Linked DNA regions of Mus musculus: regions 2 and 3 are each linked to region 1. A link is a contact called in public HiChIP or PLAC-seq and promoter capture Hi-C data. All regions are on one chromosome and are shown on one strand. Each heading gives the region's core, a stretch centred on a gene start, on an enhancer-like site or on the middle of the called end of the contact. The rest is flanking DNA. Distances are from core to core; before and after follow the strand shown.

The links. Promoter capture Hi-C pulls out the DNA fragments that hold promoters and counts their contacts. HiChIP or PLAC-seq counts read pairs in DNA pulled down with a chosen protein or histone mark.
Region 2: an H3K4me3 HiChIP or PLAC-seq map of embryonic stem cells shows a contact between it and region 1, with 6 times the contacts expected there. The contact joins the promoter of Id2 here to the promoter of Sox11 in region 1. A contact is called at or near these places in 2 of 39 promoter capture datasets (embryonic stem cells and hippocampal neurons), 4 of 484 Hi-C or Micro-C datasets (cortical neurons, embryonic stem cells and palatal mesenchyme), 4 of 115 datasets of contacts at active chromatin or transcription factors (astrocytes, embryonic midbrain and embryonic stem cells) and 1 of 9 other capture datasets (embryonic stem cells).
Region 3: a contact with region 1 is called in a promoter capture Hi-C map of hippocampal neurons, with 4 times the contacts expected there. The contact joins the promoter of Myt1l here to the promoter of Sox11 in region 1. A contact is called at or near these places in 2 of 39 promoter capture datasets (hippocampal neurons and liver).

What each region holds. Positions count from the first base shown.
Region 1 is chr12:27,341,279-27,344,401 of GRCm38.p6, reverse strand. Sox11 (SRY (sex determining region Y)-box 11) reads left to right here and starts at 1,684. Exons shown (of 1, transcript NM_009234.6): 1 at 1,684-3,123. The coding sequence starts at 1,994.
Region 2 is chr12:25,094,465-25,097,587 of GRCm38.p6, reverse strand. Id2 (inhibitor of DNA binding 2) reads left to right here and starts at 1,496. Exons shown (of 3, transcript NM_010496.3): 1 at 1,496-1,925; 2 at 2,214-2,277; 3 at 3,012-3,123. The coding sequence starts at 1,578. The coding sequence ends at 2,270.
Region 3 is chr12:29,526,978-29,530,100 of GRCm38.p6, reverse strand. Myt1l (myelin transcription factor 1-like) reads right to left here and starts at 1,717. Exons shown (of 25, transcript NM_001093775.1): 1 at 1,305-1,717. It overlaps Gm20208 (a long non-coding RNA gene), which reads left to right. Exons shown (of 4, transcript XR_381405.4): 2 at 1,861-2,035; 3 at 2,278-2,629; 4 at 2,967-3,123.

The DNA of each region.
Region 1 (3,123 bases), core at 435-2,934:
AATTGGAAGCTGAGATGAAATAGCTCCCTGTATTTAGAGTGTAGATTTCCCTTGTGATGGGGACTCGCTGGCCCCACCCCACCCTTGCCTGATGTCCCCATTGCTGGGAAATCAGGCAGCTAAGAGGAAAACAAGAGAGAATGTCTGGTTTGCCTCAAAGATGGATTTTTACACTCCACATGGGTTTTTCTACATCTCCAGACATCAGGTTAACCAGTATGTAAATTTTTTAGGTTCCAATAGCCTTAAACATTAAAATAAAATGCCAACATTATTAAGACTGAGGTTAACTTCAATAATACACGTGCTTGGATCGGTGCTTTTCTTTGGGGTGAATACGATAAGGGTGAAATACAGGGACCCCTCCCCCCTTTTTAAAAATAAAATGGCCTATGAAGACCTGGCACCATTCTATGTCCGGAGTGGGGATGTGTGGGAGATGAGAAGTGTAGTACCCTGTGCAGTACACCAACCTGAAAGGAAATATGTTTAGATAATTCCACTAGTCCCGGGCGGCCGATTTCTCGGGTGAGCAACTCCGGGTGGGGTGAGGGGCTGTAGATCTTAAGAACCAGCCCCCAGAACTGACAGTGGGTAGGTATGAGGAAAACAGGGTGAGCAGCCACGTTAAACAGAAAGCAGAAAGGCTTCGTTTCATTGTCCTCAGAAGAGCCATAGGTGGGTAAGAGACAACACAAAGAGAAGCGAGTTTCCAAGGAGCCCGGCAAAACCAGTAGGCAGGAGCCACCGCTCCAGCGGCAGCCTTAGCAGGCAAATAAGAAATATCTTCGCTTTAAACGAGAGTGCACTTCATTTTAGCTTTGGTTTGTACCGTTGGGTTAAAATAGCAAATGACCCAGAAGGTGCGTGCTGGGAGGCAGAGCTAGGGTTTCAGGACCGAGCTGCAGGGGAGGAGGGCGTAGGTGATGGACAGAGGAGGCGGGACGCGGGGAGTTGGGGAGGCCTATGGAGTAGAAAGTGGGGGAGGGGCGGCGATGCTGAGTCCCGGGCTGTTTCACCGATCCGGCCTGAATCCGTGAACTCCTTTCCGAACCGCTCCGGAGCCGCCCGGACACGGCGGTCTCCGAAGACCGTTACTCCAGCCGAACCGGCAGATGCGCGCGATCCAGGAGGGAAAACGAGAGGGGGAGAGACGGGACAAAACCCTGCGGGTGCGCGGGGAGGGGGGGAGGGAGGGCCCGGCGACCGGGCTCTAGAAAGAGGGAGAAAAAGAACCGGAGGATGAGCCCACGTGCACGGTGCCGCGCGGTGTCGAAGCGCCACCTTCTGCTGGATAGCGGCGCAGCGCGATCGCGCGCGGGTTTAGGGCGCGACGCGCCCAGGATGAGCAGGGGCACCCACTCGCGGTGCCCGGGTGGGTGCATCTGCACTGGGGTTCAGTCCATCGTCCCGCGCCCTTGAGTCCGCGCTGGCGTCTCTCGCTCCGTCCTGCATCCGCCCGGGGGACACGCGCAGCTGTGCGCACTCGCGGATTTCTTTTGAAAAAATAACATATTTCTAGACAACTCCCCCCGCCCCCCATCTTTGCAAACTGGCCAGGAGGCGGGGCTGGAGGTGGGGCCCGTGGTTAATAACGGGAGATAGGCGGAGTCGGGACCAGCCATTGGCTGGTGGGAGTAGTGATGTCACCCATATGACACCCTGATAACGAGTTGAGAGAGAGCCCTCAACTTTTTGCAGAAGAAGCGCGCGCGCCTGGGAGTGCTTGGGGTCCGGCGCTTGCGGCGGCTGCCAGGAGTGAGAGAGCGAGAAATCAAGCGAGTGAGAGAGAGAGCGCGGGTCCCGGGCCGCCGCCGCCTCCTCTCCGGTCGCCGCCGCAGCCGCCGACGCAGCAGGGAACGGGGCCGGGGGGGAGGGGGGCAGCCGCGGACGCGCGCGGCCAAGGACTTTGCAACTTGCCGGAGAAGGTGGAGGGGCGGGAGGGGGAGGGGCGCCCGCGCAGGAGACCGAGCGCCCAGCCCCGCCGCGGACCATGGTGCAGCAGGCCGAGAGCTCGGAAGCCGAGAGCAACCTGCCCCGGGACGCGCTGGACACCGAGGAGGGCGAGTTCATGGCGTGCAGCCCGGTGGCCCTGGACGAGAGCGACCCGGACTGGTGCAAGACGGCGTCGGGCCACATCAAACGGCCCATGAACGCCTTCATGGTGTGGTCCAAGATCGAGCGCAGGAAGATCATGGAGCAGTCGCCCGACATGCACAACGCCGAGATCTCCAAGAGGCTGGGCAAGCGCTGGAAGATGCTGAAGGACAGCGAGAAGATCCCGTTCATCAGGGAGGCGGAGCGCCTGCGCCTCAAGCACATGGCTGATTATCCCGACTACAAGTACCGGCCGCGCAAAAAGCCCAAGACGGACCCAGCGGCCAAGCCCAGCGCGGGCCAGAGCCCCGACAAGAGCGCGGCGGGCGCCAAGGCAGCCAAGGGCCCCGGCAAGAAGTGCGCCAAGCTCAAGGCGCCTGCGGGCAAGGCGGGCGCGGGCAAGGCGGCGCAGCCGGGGGACTGCGCCGCGGGCAAGGCAGCCAAGTGCGTCTTCCTGGACGACGACGATGAAGACGACGACGAAGATGACGAGCTGCAGCTACGGCCCAAGCCGGACGCTGACGACGACGACGACGAGCCCGCGCACTCGCACCTGCTGCCGCCGCCGACGCAGCAGCAACCCCCTCAGCTGCTGAGGCGCTACAGCGTGGCCAAGGTCCCCGCCAGCCCCACGCTCAGCAGTGCCGCCGAGTCCCCCGAGGGCGCGAGCCTGTACGACGAAGTGCGCGCGGGCGGCCGGCTCTACTACAGCTTCAAGAACATCACCAAGCAGCAGCCTCCGCCCGCGCCTCCCGCGCTGTCGCCCGCGTCCTCCCGCTGCGTGTCCACCTCCTCATCCAGCGGCAGCAGCAGCGGCAGCGGCGCCGAGGATGCAGACGACCTCATGTTCGACCTGAGCTTGAATTTCTCCCAGGGCGCGCACAGCGCCTGCGAGCAGCCACTGGGCGCGGGAGCGGCGGGGAACCTGTCCCTGTCGCTGGTGGATAAGGACCTGGATTCCTTCAGCGAGGGCAGCCTGGGTTCCCACTTCGAGTTCCCCGACTACTGCACGCCGGAGCTGAGCGA
Region 2 (3,123 bases), core at 247-2,746, 2.2 Mb after region 1:
GGGGGGGGGGGGACTCAGATAGTAAATCACTTCCAGGCTTAATAACAGAGGCGAGTCGTCAATCGAACACTGTCGCTGAGTCGCAGGAGGCATTGCAAGCCTTGCCTTGCGCAGATTTTCCTGCAGGGCAGAGTCCTTCTGCAGTCTCCAAACTGAGATGGACGGATTTTACCGCCTCTACATCACCGGACTCTGCCTCCTTAGAGAGAAGCCCTGGGGCACATGGCTGTCACGTGGAGGTCAGAGACCGCCTGGCCCACCAGCTGAGGAATTAATCATTAATTGAAGGGAAAATACTGTTTCTCCACACAGAGCTTTGCCTGGATTCTGCATTCTTCCTCTTTATTGCATTCAGAGGATGTGGGGGATTCAGACCAAAAACCCTTTCTTGGGCTTAACATAAATATTTTTTTTCCTTTAATACACGACTAATATATGGTAGTCTTCAGCAAAACAAGAATTCAGAATTAAAGCATTGGAGTCAAGAGCTCTAAACTTTTTCAAAATGTGGCTGCATCTAGGAAGGGTGCTGAAAGATTCCAAACCTCGTACGTAACAGAATTTTCTTTTAAAAACAGCGATAAGCTGTCAGTCAATAGCTAGGACCACCTACCTGACAAAGAGCTTCCCAAGAGCTCTAAGTGTTGGAATGTGACACCAGAAATCACGATTTGTGCATAATTAATCGCATCACTTTGCCACCTACACTGAAGGGCACAGACCAAGGGCAGTGTATGTAAATGTAGTTCCAGTGTGCAAACCCCACTAATGACCTTCGATTAATGGAGTCATTATAGTAACCCTGCCTCATTCTTGGGGGTGGGGGGAGTTCCGAATGCACCGGGTCCCTCGGGGCTCCTCTGCGGTCTGAGGGAGACCGCACAGTGTTCCTACAATTCGTGTCACTGAGTTTCCGAGAAGGCCTCCCGCGTTGCTCCAAGTTGCAAAGCTTCACGCTAAACCTGTCGTGGACGTGTATGTGGGTAGGTTCCCCCCCCCTCCCCAAATAGCTTTCCTTTATCTTAAAAGAAGGAACACTACAAATGTGACTTCCCAAAAGCGCGCTTCTTTTCCCTTCTGCCACGGTCGCTGTCTTCCCTAACGCTAGCGACCTGTGACTTCCCGTCTGCTGTGCGGAGAGAGTGGGGCTGCTGGAAGTCCTGGGGGCGGGTATAGCTAGCTCCGGGCACACCCCCGGGGCAGGGGTCCTGCCAGCTCTGGGAATTGGAATAAGGCGGGCACAATTGCACACTCAGGCCCCCTGGGCGCCCAGCGCACACTGTACTCAATTTGCCACCCCAGCTGGGCTCTCGCCCGCTCCTCCCACCCTACAGGCATTGGCTGCGAACGCGGAAGAACCGAGAGCTCATACTCACCAATGGGAGAATTCGCCTGGTATGATGGACGGGAGCCCTTCCACCAATGGCAATTCAGGGATGCCCGATTGAGCGGCCAGGGCGAGTGCACATAAAAGACGCCCCGCCCGGCTCGCGCTTCATTCTGAACCGAGCCTGGTGCCGCGCAGTCAGCTCAGCCCCCTGTGGCGGCTCCCTCCCGGTCTTCCTCCTACGAGCAGCATGAAAGCCTTCAGTCCGGTGAGGTCCGTTAGGAAAAACAGCCTGTCGGACCACAGCTTGGGCATCTCCCGGAGCAAAACCCCGGTGGACGACCCGATGAGTCTGCTCTACAACATGAACGACTGCTACTCCAAGCTCAAGGAACTGGTGCCCAGCATCCCCCAGAACAAGAAGGTGACCAAGATGGAAATCCTGCAGCACGTCATCGATTACATCTTGGACCTGCAGATCGCCCTGGACTCGCATCCCACTATCGTCAGCCTGCATCACCAGAGACCTGGACAGAACCAGGCGTCCAGGACGCCGCTGACCACCCTGAACACGGACATCAGCATCCTGTCCTTGCAGGTGAGACTAGCTTGCAAGTACGCCACTGCCCAGACGCTCCGGGTCTCCCGAGCTGTCACTCTTAAAGCCCATCGTAGAGACAGGTTCATTAACTTTATTTTTGAGGAAACTGTATATTGAGCGTCATGTGAAATCGCTACTTATAAGTTCTGTGTGGGTTGCATCTGGATCTGCGCTGTAGCATGATCCTGTTTCATGGGACTTGTTGGCACTTTTGTGAAAGGAGGAGGGGGGCTACCTTCCTTTAAGATTACCTAATATCCTGCCTTTTATCCTCTTTCTCCCCAGGCATCTGAATTCCCTTCTGAGCTTATGTCGAATGATAGCAAAGTACTCTGTGGCTAAATAAATGGTGAGTGTTGCGGGTGCCTCCTGTGTGCGCGTTTCGGTAATGTGCTTGTGTGTCTGTTAAATGTTTGGTTTGGTAAATGCATGCTTACTTCACTGTGTTACGGGTGCCGCTTGACTTACCACATAGGCATGAAGGGGCTTGTAGCTGTGGTTGCTCAGGACTACAGAACAGTTGCCTTTACAAAAACAGAAAAGAAAGAAAAAAAAGAAAGAAAAGAAATGCCAGTAACTTACTATGAAGGTGTCAGGACCAAGTGTGGCTGACTTTTATGAGCCCAGTGGCGGTACACTGAGGTGGTAACCTCAGCTGTAATTAATCTTATCGCCACAAATTCCATAGTGATTCTCTTTTCCCAAAACTGTAGTCCTCTGAGATTTCTCTGGCTAGCTGAAGACGGCTACCCCGAGCCTTACCCCTGTGCTCTGGGATCCAGATTTCCATATCTGTTAACTAAAGGGCTGTTTTCAATCAAATAATTGTTACAAGAAGCAGACTGGCGCCTGTGAGCGGGCTGTTAGAGATCCAAATAGGAGACTGGGTTTGGGAAGTTTTCCCCTGGAGTCTCCGCTATTTTCATGTTTAATTTGTGCTGCTGGGGCCGGGTATGTGTGCCGCATCTGGACGCCAGGGTTTGGTTAAATGCTCAAACTGTGGCTTCCTCGGCGCCAGGCTCGCCCGCCTCTGCCCTTAGGTTACATTCTCCTAAACTGCCTTTCTCTCCCAATCTTTTGCAGGCATTTGGGGACTTTTTTTTTTCTTTTTACTTTCTCTTTTTCTTTTGCACAAGAAGAAGTCTACAAGATCTTTTAAGACTTTTGTTATCAGCCATTTCACCAGGAGAACACG
Region 3 (3,123 bases), core at 468-2,967, 2.2 Mb before region 1:
AAATGACTGATTAGGAGAAGGGGGCCGAAGCAAGAGTTTTTAAAAGTGTATCAACATACAAACACCCCTGCAGTGGTCTACCATAAACAAATATTACAATAAATAAAATGTAATAGTGAAGCATAACTTTAAGGAGAGTTTCAACCAAATGACTTACTATACTACACTGAAGCAATTCAATCATTTATGCTCCTTTGGGTCAATTGAGGAAGGAAAGACAATAAAGTTCTTTGAGGCGGATGCATGCTGCACACTTGTATTTAAAATGCACCATTAGTACTTTGGGTTCATAGTTTGGGGTAGACTAAAAGTTAATCTTATAATATTGTTTTCAAAAGGAATTTTGAATAAAATACTTCCATTTTTAGAGTAAACATGTCTATCTACATGTAAAATATACCTGACTTTCTCACTTCAAAAGCTGCATCTCTTTTATAAAGTTAAACAATTAGAAAGACTCTCTCATGCTTGTGAAAGTGTTATGGGAGCTTTTGTTTGTGGTGTTAGCAAAAAGTATAAACACTTGAACAAAAGAGTTGTTAAACAAATCACTTTATCCCAATTAAATTAACAACATCATGATTGATAGCATATATAGTTTCAAGATATAAGAAATTTGTCGTGATTAAATTAACGCTCTGGTCAAACTCTACTGTATATTTTGTATATTTCACACTCAGGTGAATATTTATATTATTTATTATTTATTCAGATCTACCTGGAAAGTAGAGTGTGAAGACTCAACTTTTTGCTTATGAGGTGATTTTTAAAAAACCATATTCTGCTAGAACTTAGGTGCTGTTTTGTTTTTATGAACTTCAAACATTGAGGTTATTGTTTAAAATCTTTATTTGAGTTTATCAGTTTTATAAACATCAACAAACTTTCTTTCTATAATTAGACCAAGACAACAGTGCCTCAGGAGTAGCTAACATTCCCACAGCCCTTGCTTAAAATCCCTCCTTGTTTGTAAAGTGAAGTTAGCCACTCTCAGGAAGTTACTTCAGCCCAAATCACCGACCTCCAGACATGCAGTAAGTTTTTCGGTTTTCTCATTTTTTTTTATTTCTTTTTATAAACAAAAATCATTGTTCAGGCATGCAATCTATTACCCATTTTTGCTCTAAAGACCAGCTTCTGAGGACTGAAGACCTGTACCTCAGGAACCTCTCAGCCACCAGCCACGCTATAAAAATAACTTTAAAAAGGAACGAACAATAGGTCTGCAGCAGAAGCCATGAGCTACAGCAAAAACAGATCCTGACCCCTGAGTCCAAAGAATTAACCTAACGAGCATCACGTACCTCACACCATGACCACACCGCTCACAAGTGACGGCAAGTTCAATTTTGGTAACTGTGCTGGCTCAAAACACACAGAAAGAAAGAGAAAACCCTTTCCCCCACAAGTGGGAGGCCGAGGAGGACCACGCATAGCACCGAGAGGCAGGGAAGGTTGCTTTTGTCTTCAGCAGCATTGATTTCATAACCCACAGTCCAGGGAATCAAAAAATTGAAATACACCCACCAACAATGGGTGAGAAACCAGGAGGCCTCCAAGAAGACTGCAGGGAGAAGCTTTCTCGCTCTGTTTTGTGTGCAGTAGCTTAGGGGGAAAATGTCGCGCGGGCAGGAATGACACATGCAGCAGGAGAGGCTAGCGGGCCTAAGAGATCTGCTTTACCTCCACAGCCAGCCCCTAATGCACGCAGCTCCACTCATCCTCTCCTAGGCTTTTTTTTTTTTCCACTTTTTTTTTTCACGAGCTCCAAATCCCCGGCATATGACCTTCTGTTAAATAGATAAAAAAAAAATTGCTTATCAGTCATGCAAATGAGGCTGAATTCATTTTCCACAACAGATGGCCTCATAGATAATGATGATGGAAGAGAGAAAATTGAATGTCTCTCACAAGGTGGCCATGGCAACCGAGAGCAGAATAATATCAATAATAAGCTCACTGCATAATAAGGTTGTCAGTCCTACAAATCAAAGTCTGCAGCTAAATCAGGTATACCACCCCAGCTAGTTACCAGGTATGTATGTGTATGTGTGTGTGTGTGTGTGTGTGTGTGTGTGTGTGTGTGTGTGTGTGTGTGTGTGTGTGTGTGTGTGCATCTATGTATACGCTGACCATGAGAATAACCAGCAGTCCAAGCCACTTAATGTCCAGGGGTGGGGTTGGGGGGGGGCGTAGTTGCTAGATAATGAAATGACGATCCTACAATTTGACAGTTTTTTCTTTTCTTTTCTCTTTCTTTCATTATATTTTCTGCAGTAGCAGATACGGTTTCATGAAGGACCGGCTAACTAGCCATATTGAACTGTGGAGTGAGCCTGTGGGTGAGCTCCCCTCCCGCTAGCCTCCTCCTCACTCTCCCCTCTGTGTGCCCTGCTGCATCCTGCCTAGATGCAAGAGCAGCTCACCCGCCGCCGGAGGCTTCCACCTTGGCTCCCAGGGGGACATCCTGCAAAATGAATCAGCAGCCATCCTGAGCAGGCTGATTAAAATGAAAATGGCAAGGCACATGTCTGGGCGGAACTGGAGCTCGGCTTTGTTGCCTGTCTGACAAGCACGCTCAATATAGCTCTTGCTAATAATGGCTTACTGCCTTTCGGTTTTTAAAAAGGTATCACCCTTTCCTCTTAACCGACTGCTACTCGCGTGTGTGTGTGTGTGTGTGCACGCGCGCGCGCGCGAGCGCGCGTGTGCTTCACATGTGTGTGCCACGGGGGTTGTGGGGGGACGGATTGCTCGATTCTAATTTTCCACTGCTCACATGCAGACAGCCCGCCTGACAACGCTGTTATTTTAAAACTGAACTTAGTTGTCTTTCTTCTGAGGAAAGTGATGGTTAAGTCTTGGATGTGATGTGGAGGTTGACAAAAACAGGGATTTCTAGCCCAAGCCTTAGCCACAGAGCTGGGGGGAGGGGGTCATCTAATGCTTGCCTCTTTGGCTCACAGCCCAAAGCTAGAAGCAGCCCAGGTGAAGCCTGCTCCTGCTTGAAGCTTTTCTACCAGACTGTCTCCATTCTCCGGATCTCATGCAGCATACAGTCTGAACATGGGAAAATAGAAGCCACTGAATGCTGCAGTTGGACAAAGTTTATTGCAAATAAAT